Linked DNA regions of Mus musculus: region 1 is linked to region 2. Evidence: chromatin contacts called from public Micro-C data. All regions are on one chromosome and are shown on one strand. Each heading gives the region's core, a stretch centred on a gene start, on an enhancer-like site or on the middle of the called end of the contact. The rest is flanking DNA. Distances are from core to core; before and after follow the strand shown. Region 1 holds the start of 0610040F04Rik (RIKEN cDNA 0610040F04 gene). Region 2 holds the start of Lrrn1 (leucine rich repeat protein 1, neuronal).

Region 1 (5,111 bases), core at 1,144-3,643, 1.1 Mb before region 2:
TTGGTTTCTGTGATTCTCATTCTAGCCTTGGACAGGACTGAAGAACGCCTATTGGGGTACATATTAGGATTCCCCCTGGTCTGTACCCCGATTCTCTGAAACTCAGGATAAATGAATGATGAAAGCAGTGGTTTCGTTGGATTGTGCAATTTGCCAAGATACCTGGTGGCTATTCAGGGAACCACAATGGAAGGCAGGCAAGAGGAAAAAAAAAAAAAAGAAAAAAGAAAACCTGCTGTCATCCTGCCAAGACTGCACCCCACATCCAAAGAGAAGGAAGCAAAGAAACAGGAAAACACTGGGGGCAGACCCGTGTTCTGTTCGCCCATGAATGAGGGCTCATCAGACCAACTGTAAAAACACCCACAATGCAAATTATAGGTGCCTTGGCATTTTAAAGGGGGATGGGGAAGTCTCCCATAACCTAGACACTCTCAAAATGTCACCGAAACATTTCATCACTGGGCTAACATGGACTCATTTCAGGTGGCGCACAGCAGCATTCCGTATGGCAAAATATGACCTTTTAGGAAAGAATCAGAAGAGCATCTCCCCCCCCCCCACCCCTGCCCAGTGACTGTGAAAAATGAATGGTAACAGAAGAGTCAGAAGCCAGAGCGAGCTCCCAGGGGCTAGATTGGCACTGAGCTCTCAGGAGACACTAATCAGGCCGGGGACTCACCAGCTTGTAAACCGCTCTGCAGGGCAATGATTTTCTGCTGCTGCTGATCAATTAGATTTGTCAATGCTTTCACGTGCTTCAACGTAAGCTCCAGAACCACTGCTTTTTCCAAGTGACCCAAAGTCTGAAGAAGAAGAAAAAAACGGAGAGTCTGTCACCCGTGAGGTCAGTGGAGTCCCTTCTGACACTATCTGTTAGGAGAATTGGGTGTCAACAACAACAAAGATAGGAAGAGTCTTTCCTGCTCCACTAAATTTAAAGTTTGCAGATGTTTTAACATATACACATAGATGATCAAAAGCTTAAAAAAAAAAAAAAGCCAGACACGTGTTGTCTATCTTTGGAGGCATTTTGGTAGTTGTTACAGTCTAGGGAGTGAGCTGACAGATATATTTCTCCAGCAGCTGCCCTGACCTTAACTTAGGGGACTCCGGGGATAACATTTATCTGCTGTGGTGTCAACCCAGGGAGGGATGTCTACTGTGTCTGGCAACCAAGTGGCTTTCCCAATGTGTTGCGTTTCTTTCTTTCTTTCTTTCCCCCCTGACACTTGTTCAGAACTTCCAGTCATGCTGGCTTTTTGTCTTCCTTTCCAAATACTTTTCCCGAAGGAAAAGCTAAAAAGCTTTTGGCTACCAGTAAAGATTATGACGAAAAAAAAAAAAGGCACACATTAAATAAAGTAGGTCCTATTGTAAATGAAAAGCGGACAAGGCTTAAGTTTTTAATTTCGTGGTTTGCTTCTTTAAGTCAGGGAGACTACAAGGTGGTGAGAGAGAGAAAAAAAAACTACCAAAAGGAAGCTGTGTTAGTGTTGAAGCCAACTTAAAGAGGCCCCAGATGGTTCTGGTTCTGCCTCTGCTTAGGAAGTTCTGGGTCTGGGGATGGGTTCCCTCCAAACCAGAAGCTTTGATCCGCCCGTCTAGCATGCAGTTCCCCGTGACGCCTGCAGGCGGCGAGAGACACCCCCACCCCACCATCCGCCCTCTGGGCAGAAGAACTGGGTTGGAGCGCAGCCAGCTTCTCACTTACAGTAAGTTTGAGATGTTCGGGTAGGAGATCCTTCAGCTGGGCAATGCACTCGTTAATCCGGTCACGTCTCTTTTTCTCAATCAGCCGGTGCGGCAGTTTGTAAGTTTCCTGCATGGAATACATGGAAGCAATGGGTGCCCGGGGAAGGGAACGAAGCTTCCTCCCTTCCTTCCCAACCGGTAGCAGGGGGGAAAAATTCTGCGAGGGCGCAGAGACGCACCCAGATTCACCTTCTCTGCCCCTTCTTTCCCAAGTCACTCATTTGTGGCAATGAGCTCATCTCATCTTGAACCCCCCAGCCAACCTTGAAACAAGCAAACTTTTCTTGGAAACTCAGCGCACACGAGGGGCTAAGGAATGAGGTTCCCAGGGATGCACCTACCTTGCTGTCTTCGCTCCGTTTTATTCCCCGCCTGGACTTGTACACTTGGTACATGTGGGCAAAATCCATCCTGCAGGGAGAGAGGTCAGAAAAAGCCGTGACTCCCGAGTGCGTACTAGCTGCAGGAGCCCTAGACGTGAAAGAAGCCCCCTATACTCTCAGAGATGCCCCAAGTTGAGAGTGTCGCGGAACACAAGGTTAGGAGTGGAGACTTGAAGGGATCACAGCACACACTTACCCTGACAGGTCTCCGTGCTCCAGCCCTGGAGCTTTGGGCAGGCAGGTAGGAGGTGGTTGCGCGCTGGGGATCCGTTCCATGATGCGGCGAGCAGGGGCCACTGTGCGCTCCTGTCTGCACTTAGTAGAGTCTGAGAAAGGGCTGCCCTGGAAGGGAGGATCCGAGGGTCTCAAGAGGTATGTTCCTATGAGCTAGCCTGAGCTTCCTTGCAATGCGCTGGGATGCCAGGAGCAGCGGCTTTGAGGTGTCGCTTCAGTTGGGGGCGTGCATGGCCGGGTGTCCCCACGGCTTCTGGCTCCCGCTCTGCACACAGACTGGCGGTGTGTGCTCGCTGCGCTGTCTGCGCCGTGCGAGCCAAGTGAATGAGAAGTGGGGCGGGCGGAGAGGCGGGAGGGAAGGGGGGGTTGCTCAGGGCGGAGCGGGCGGGGCGGGGGGGGGGGAGTTGCTGGAGGGGACGAGCCGAGGAGTAAGGAGAGGCTGCGGGCTGGGTTAAATGGGAGCGAGTGGGTGGGTAGAAGCTACGTGTTCTACCCTGTGACTCCAAGCACGTCTGGCCGCTGCCGGGGAGGGAAGGAGCGACCTGCCCGCCCTCCCCCGGCTTCATCACATGAGCCTCACGTGTTGGACAACGCTCTGGCGGCTGCGAAGTGCCCCCCCCCCCTCCAAACCTCGGGCCCCCAGGTGTCTGCGGCTGCGGCCTCCTTTCCCCGAAAGAGGGGGTGGCAGCGCAGCCAGAGTCCTGCCCAGCTGGGTGGGGGGCACGGAAGCTGGAAGGAACCGGGGAGCTGGAGGGGGGGGGGGAAGAGTTGGTAACGTGGGCGAACCTGCCCCAGGGAAATGAAGTAAGTTCCCGTCTCCTGGGAGGGAACGGGGGAGGACGGATTCCGCCCGCGTCTGACTCAAGCCGGGAGAGGAATATCCCCTTGGTCGCTCCAGCCCAGCCTTCTTCCTCCTCCCCCGCCTGGCCCGCTCCTAGGAACCGGTGCGCAGCTGAGGGAGTCGTCGGCCCCCCTTAGCCTTCTCCAGAGGCTGGGGTTTCTTTCCGTCCTGGCTTCCCAGCCCCCCCCCCCCCCCCCCCCCCAGCGCTCAGCCTCAGTGTCCAGGAATTGCCCGCCTTGGGGAGGGACCGAGGGCGGGGCGGATGTCACCCCATGGGAAGCGGGCTGGTGGCCAGGAGCTAGGGCAGCCGAGGCCGCCGCCGAGCACGCCGCGCGCACCTGACCGTGGACCGTGTGAGCCGTGCCGACCCCCTCCCCCCACCCCCACCCCGGACTCTCCCGGGAGCTCAGGTCCCAGGCGCAGCCTGCGGGTGGCCTGGCACCCGACTGGCGCGCACCCATCTCCTCCCGCCTTTCAGGGTGCCTCACTGCCCCCACCCACCCTGGCTAGTCAAGCACAGAAAGATACCGGGCACAGTGCCCGGCGTTCCCTCCCTCCTCTGCCCCCTCCGATGCAGAGGCGTCCGGGTCGCCTCCCCTCCGGCTGCAGCGTTACACAACCGCGGCGACGGCGCCTGCCCTGCAGCAGCGCGGGGCGTGACGCTTCACGTGGCCCGGACGCGGGCCGGAGCTCGGCTCACTTGCAAGCCTCTCCGCGCTGGCTTCCAAGCCTAGACCCCCGCGCACCGGGCTGCAAGGGATCTGCATGGGATCCCGCTGCTAACCAGGAACTTGGGTGGCGCTGTTTGCAGTCTATTCCAGGACAGGAGAGAGAGAGGAGAAAGCAGGACCCCCCCCCCCGCCCGGGTCCCTCCTCCCGCCCCATCCTCTTGGTTGATCACAGTGAAATCTCCACATTTATGCAGCACAAGTTCACTGAGCCCTTTACCCAGTCGAGCTCGCGGCTGGAGACAGTGGAGGTGGCAAACACGGATTTTGACCTTGAATTTACAAGGACCTTTGGGAAGGAGCCAACGAGGCCAACCAGAAGACCGCCTTCAGCAGAAAGTCTAACAGGGCCACTGGCAGGGAATATAAGATGAGAAAGTTTTCATTTAATACTAACCAAGAGGTTTAGGTAGTAGGGGTTAACCCACAGGCCGGTGCGCGGGGCACAAAGGGGCAGCACCAGGGGCCCCAGCTCTCTTCAATCTCGCGGAGGCCGCCCGGCCCCACCCCCACCGACCTGCATTGGAAAAATCTGGTCTCTTTGACCTTCTAACAGCCCGGAGCTGGGAAAGCATCTGAAACGCAGAACCTGCGGCGCTGTGAGCGGCGCTGACACACAGCAAGGGGCCAGTGGAAATTCATGACTAAAATAAGGCCTGGCTGGGGATTTCACTGACCTCTGCGCTCCCCTGCCCTGCAAGTTCGGAGAGTTGAGAGATGACTGTTAACCTTCCCTACCGTGCTTAGGGTCAGTCAACCCGCTGCGGAGTGACCTGGCTGGGAAATTGGGGGAAAATGAGGTCACTGCTAGAACTGGGCGCAGTTTGGTGGGTCAGTCGTCATTGTCAGTGTTCTGACGACCTGGAGGACTGGGATTCGCATGTTGATCAAACTGGGAGTGCATTTCCTTCAGGTCGCTCAAGCTTCTACTTCCTGTTTATGTTTCACAAGCGTCAAACCCATTAGTAAGTGTGAGAAATGATTGCTTTTCTAACTGTTCACTGGCTGACCTCACTTTGGGGCTTAGAGATCCATCCCTCCTCCCCAGACAGACATAGTTTGGCTGACAGGTTATAATCAATCTCCCTGGAGGGAATGAATGCTCCCACCTTCCTGCCAGGAGGTGAGCAGCAGGACCAGAGGTTTGGATGTGTCCTGGCACTCTTGAGG
Region 2 (5,149 bases), core at 42-2,541:
GCAGCCCACACCCCTCTCCTTGCAGCACAAAGGACACTCGCTGGCAAACTTTCCTAGTCACTGACCCCAGAGCAGAATGCCTGGAAAAGATCAAGACTTCCCTGAAATTTCCACGTCTGTAGCAAGCCTCCTTAAGGGAGCTACCCCTTCTAGGCTCAAAACAGTTTTCTCCTCCTTGGACCACATAACAGTTGAGTATGTTCTCCCCAATGCTCTGACTTCAGTATCCTCAGTGTTTTGTTAATTACACTCCTTGCTCTTTATTCTTAGCATCGTAGCCTCTGCCGAGACCTTTTCCTCTCCCCACAACCTGCCACCTTTCTTTCCTTTTGACCCCATTTCCAACTCCCTGGGTCTTCTGTCTGCTCTCTTCCCAGGTCCCCAGCTTCTTTCCCCTGATCACAGCACCAAGCCTTCTCTTCTCTTTCCCCCTCTGATGGGTCCCTGAGATCCTGGGGCCTCAGCTCCAGTCACTGCCTTTTGCCCATTTCTGTCTGGCCTTTCTTCTCAACTATTGCTCTCGCTCGCCCTGCTTCATTTTGAAGGCAAGAGGGTGATCGGTAGATTCTCCTTTCCCGACTTCGTTTTTCCTCCTTGCTCGAGAAACCGCGCCCCCTTGTTCCCCTTAGCCCTGAGATCTTATCCCGAGGTTTCTCAAACGCAGTAGGGTCCGCCAAGCTGCCAAGTTTGTCTCTACTTCCTCCCTGCTGCCTCCCACACCTCCCGCTGCCTCCCACACCTCCTGCTGCGGCCCAGTTGGTCCGGGCACTTACCCTAAGGCTGGGCTGACAGGGGTGTTGGGGTGCGCACGGAGCGGGTGGTGGTGGCAGCAGCAGCCACTAGCCGGAGGATGAGGACCGGCAGAGCAGCGCCTCCACCCAGCCCGCAGCGCGCACTGGCTCCTTGGGGGACCCCCAGCAGAGCACCAAGATGCAAGGCGAGACAGCCGCGGGAGCAACAGCTGCTGCGCGGGGCTGGGCTAAATCGCGTTCTTGGGGGTCGTGGTAGAGACAGGCGGGAATAGGAAAGAGGGTAGAAGAAATGGGGTGCAGAGGGCGGGGCAGCGAAGGATCGGTCTCAAGGAAGGCGCCCGAGGCGCCTCGGAGTGCGGTGGCAAGGATGCCACTGTCTGGGAGGACGCCGCGGGCCCCGGTCCCCGCCCGACAAGCGCTGCAAACCGGGGCGCACGGCCCTCGCCTGGCTTCACGGCTTGCTGCCGGCGCCCTCCGTGCGCCCCGCTTTGTGCTCCCCGCAGCCGGCGTGCACCTGGTGTAAGCAAAAGCGGTCAGCTGATGGGCTGCGCGCCGATTGGCTGCTTAGCGGTCTCCTCCCCTCCCGCCCGACCCCCTTCCCGGCCTCCCCCTCCCGCCCTCCCGCCCGCTACGCCCGCCTAGGCGCAGTCCCGCGCTGGGGCACCATCTGTAGCCCGCCCAACAAAGGGGCAGCTCGGGCCCGCCACCCTGGGCCTGCCAGATCGCTGCAATGCCACTACAGCCGCTGCAGGGAGCAGAGAGCCACTCCTTTTTTCTTTTTTTCATTTTCTTCTTTTTTAAAAAAATAGGGACGAAAGACTGTGACTGGGAGAGGAAGGCAAGGACAGGGGAAGAACCCTTGTAGGAACGCCATAGTCTCCATGGGACTGCAATGGAGTTTTAAGTATGAGATCTGACCCATCCTTTGGAGATAGTTGGCTATGTGGTGCATACATACATACCCGCAGCTGAAATGGTTAATGCCCTTGCCGAACCCAGGGTAGTTCTGTGACCCTTAATTGCGAGGCAAAGCCACTGTGAAATTCTGGAGGCTTTCTGGAAACAATTCTGAAACTTTGAAACTGTGTAGTGTCTGTTTGGTTAGGTGTGAAACTTGTGTTCACATTAGCAGAGGATTGATTGAAAGTGCAGACTGCAGAGCGGTGTGAGGGCAAGGGTGGTGGGAGGCAGGCAAGAGTGTGGAAGGGAGGGTGGAAGTGGTTGAAGACTAGACCTGAACCAGGGTCTCAACTTCAAAGTGACAATCCAAAGCAAGGTTCAGGAAAAGCCTTTGATAAGTGCTATTGGGGGAATCAGCTTTAAGAGAGAGAGAGAGAGAGAGAGAGAGAGAGAGAGAGAGCATCAGCAACTTTGAGAAAGAGAACCTGATTTTATTTCCCCGGGATACTCAAGTCAAGAAATTCTGGGGAATTTGTGAAAGGATGGACCATGTAGAGACTGCCTTATCCAGGGATCCACCCCATAATCAGCATCCAAACGCTGACACTATTGCATACACTAGCAAGATTTTATCGAAAGGACCCAGATGTAGCTGTCTCTTGTAAGACTATGCCGGGGCCTAGCAAACACAGAAGTGGATGCCCACAGTCAGCTAATGGATGGATCACGGGGCTCCCAATGGAGGAGCTAGAGAAAGTACCCAAGGAGCTAAAGGGATCTGCAACCCTATAGGTGGATCAACATTATGAACTAACCAGTACCCCGGAGCTCTTGACTCTAGCTGCATGTGTATCAAAAGATGGCCTAGTCGGCCATCACTGGAAAGAGAGGCCCATTGGACACACAAACTTTATATGCCCCAGAACAGGGGAACGCCAGGGCCAAAAAGGGGGAGTGGGCGGGTAAGGGAGTGGGGGTGGGTATGGGGGACTTTTGGTATAGCATTGGAAATGTAAATGAGCTAAAATACCTAATTTAAAAAAAAAGAAATTCTGGGGAATTTGGAAGACTACGTTATCACAGAAATTACTTTTGAAGTCGTTAGTGCTAGGAGAGAGATTCAATAACAGTAATCCTGCATTCTTGATCCCTATATCCCCCCCCCCCCACCGTCTTGCATAGATATCTGAAAAGTGTTTGCTTACACTTGTCAATCAGCTTCATATCGTCCCAATAGTATTTTGTAGCCACTGGTAGTCAAATGGGGCACCTTAATAGGTTCTAGGGAAAGACACTGTTAGTATGAAGGTTAAATAATGAGTGAATTGTAGAGATAGCCAGACAAAAGAAAAAGAAAAAATAAGTTGAGTTTAGATTAGACTAGATTATGTTTTTTTTTCTCTTCATTTTTCATGTAGACTGCATGTAGGATAGAGTTTAAAAGGAGTTACTGGTAGACATAGAAACGTGTATGTGGCCTTTCAAGAGGACTTGGAAAGTCTGTATGTTCTTGGGAGATGGAGAGAGATGATACTGCACTGTGTGATGCAGGGTGGCTCCTAAGCGGCGGAGAGGTGGAGCTTGGATGGAGAGGGCTTACTCCAAAGATCTGTAAGAGCATCCAGGTTTTAGAAGACTCCATGAGGATGGTGGTGTGAATCCGGCACCAAGGTATGACCTTCGAAAACAGGCCAATATGGTTTTAAAGCTCAGAACTGCAATTAGGGTCTATGTCCCCATGGGAATGTCACTTTGCCGCTTTAAGCCTTAGTTTTCTTGGCTCTAAAGTGGGACTAATCACAGTCCCAGTCCAAGGAAGTGTGTTGCTTAAGTGAGAATAAGTAAGTACAATCCCTGCAGATGTCTTACTGTGTGGCAGATAGCAAGCACTGACAGACATAACCAGTAGGCATGATGTAGCCAGGTTTTACAGATTAAAAGAAAAAAAGAAAAAAAAAAAAAAAGACATCGAGTCAGATGGGGGATTGTGATGCCAGAGCTGTGTACTCCAAGAAACTGGCAGAGCCAGCAAGAGAAATGCTCTCCCTGCCATTCGAGTCATTTCTTTTAAACAAGCATATCATTTATTTACACCAATTTCTCTCTTCCCCAAAGTAAGAGTGAGGAAGGAAGCCTAACCTACTTCTACTTGGTCACTGCATTTCCTTGGCTCTAGTCAGAGGAACACTAGGAAGACCATGTGTGCCAGCAATGGGGGCAGGAACTTGAAGCTGGAAAATGGTTACTGCTGAGTGGAGGTCCAGAAGACATGGTGATGATAAAGTTGGGGATGTGGCCTAGTTGTTGGATATTGGATGGATTCTTTAGATTGTTAATGGCTCCACATTTTACAAACTGTATTCTTATAACTGTGCAAAGGGTGTTGGCAAATACTGTCTGCGCTGCCACTTAAAAGCCTTTGGCCATTGAGATGAGTGAAGCAGAGAGAGTACATGACTAAATCTAATTTGTTCCTCACTTAAATCCTCTAGTACATCCCTAAGTGAAGCCGTGGTGAATCCATCCTGTGCTTGGGGCCAGAATTTATTTGCTGGTCAAGTAAGTGCTTGGAGGGCACTGATGAAGACTGGCATCTTCAAAATGGAATGGAGTTACAGAGAGAGGAATGAGCATCCCCTTGAGGCCTGGGTCTTCATGTTAATGCAAGCAGTTGCTCTAGCATTGGAGTTGGCTATGTTGAGACACTACAACCTCCATGGTGTTCCTCTCAGTCATTCTTGAGTTTTATTTGGCTTTGAAAAGCAGTGTTTTCAGTATTCCCCTAATTATACTAATCTATGTGGTCAATGCAGAGGAAGGAGAGACAGCACTGTAAATGGTGGCCATATTAGAATATTCTTTCAGTGAACACTGCATTTTGAGAACAAAATAGGTATATGTCACTTAAAAACCACATTTTTTAGAAGTCAAAAACTCTAACAGGACTCGATTCCTTCCACTCTCTAGACGAGTATTAAAAGTATTAAAACAACTGCCACTCAGCTTTGAGAGTTTGCTGCATGTGAAACCCCTAAGTATGTAAGTCTTGTGGTCATCATTAACTTTCATGCTAAATGTGTTATGTGTCTAAAAACATTGGAAAATGGAATGAGTTTTTACTAATATACACAATCCTTGTTCTTTTGTTTTTTTTAAACTATGAAGTCATTCTAATACAAAAAGTCACTAATTGAAATTTGTAATTATAGTTAGTTTTAACATTTAAGGGTGATTATTTGAGATGAAGCTAAGGAGTCTGAACATCTGCAATTTGCTCAGAACTCTCTCTGCATTAGATCTAAGAGTCTTACCACTCAAGAAACCCCCTTTGTCTTGGTTAAATGAAGATATTAAGCACTTTAAGTAAAACTAACATTAATGGGTTTATAGCGATGAGTACAGGTTCAGTTAAGCCAAAAGCTTGTATATTTACCAATTGGTATTTTATGCTCTACTGAATAAGGGATTCTATTTCCACATGCAGAATATAATTGCCC

What was found. Hi-C and Micro-C count contacts between places; a contact is called where the count stands out from the background.
Region 1: a contact with region 2 is called in a Micro-C map of embryonic stem cells, with 5 times the contacts expected there. The contact joins the promoter of 0610040F04Rik here to the promoter of Lrrn1 in region 2. A contact is called at or near these places in 2 of 39 promoter capture datasets (hippocampal neurons and second pharyngeal arch cranial neural crest), 1 of 484 Hi-C or Micro-C datasets (embryonic stem cells) and 1 of 115 datasets of contacts at active chromatin or transcription factors (astrocytes).

Annotation. Positions count from the first base shown.
Region 1 is chr6:108,658,216-108,663,326 of GRCm38.p6, reverse strand. It overlaps 0610040F04Rik (RIKEN cDNA 0610040F04 gene), which reads left to right and starts at 2,393. Exons shown (of 7, transcript NR_104577.1): 1 at 2,393-2,510. It overlaps Bhlhe40 (basic helix-loop-helix family, member e40), which reads right to left and starts at 2,698. Exons shown (of 5, transcript NM_011498.4): 1 at 2,335-2,698; 2 at 2,097-2,166; 3 at 1,715-1,822; 4 at 683-806. The coding sequence starts at 2,414.
Region 2 is chr6:107,525,868-107,531,016 of GRCm38.p6, reverse strand. It overlaps Lrrn1 (leucine rich repeat protein 1, neuronal), which reads right to left and starts at 1,291. Exons shown (of 2, transcript NM_008516.4): 1 at 774-1,291.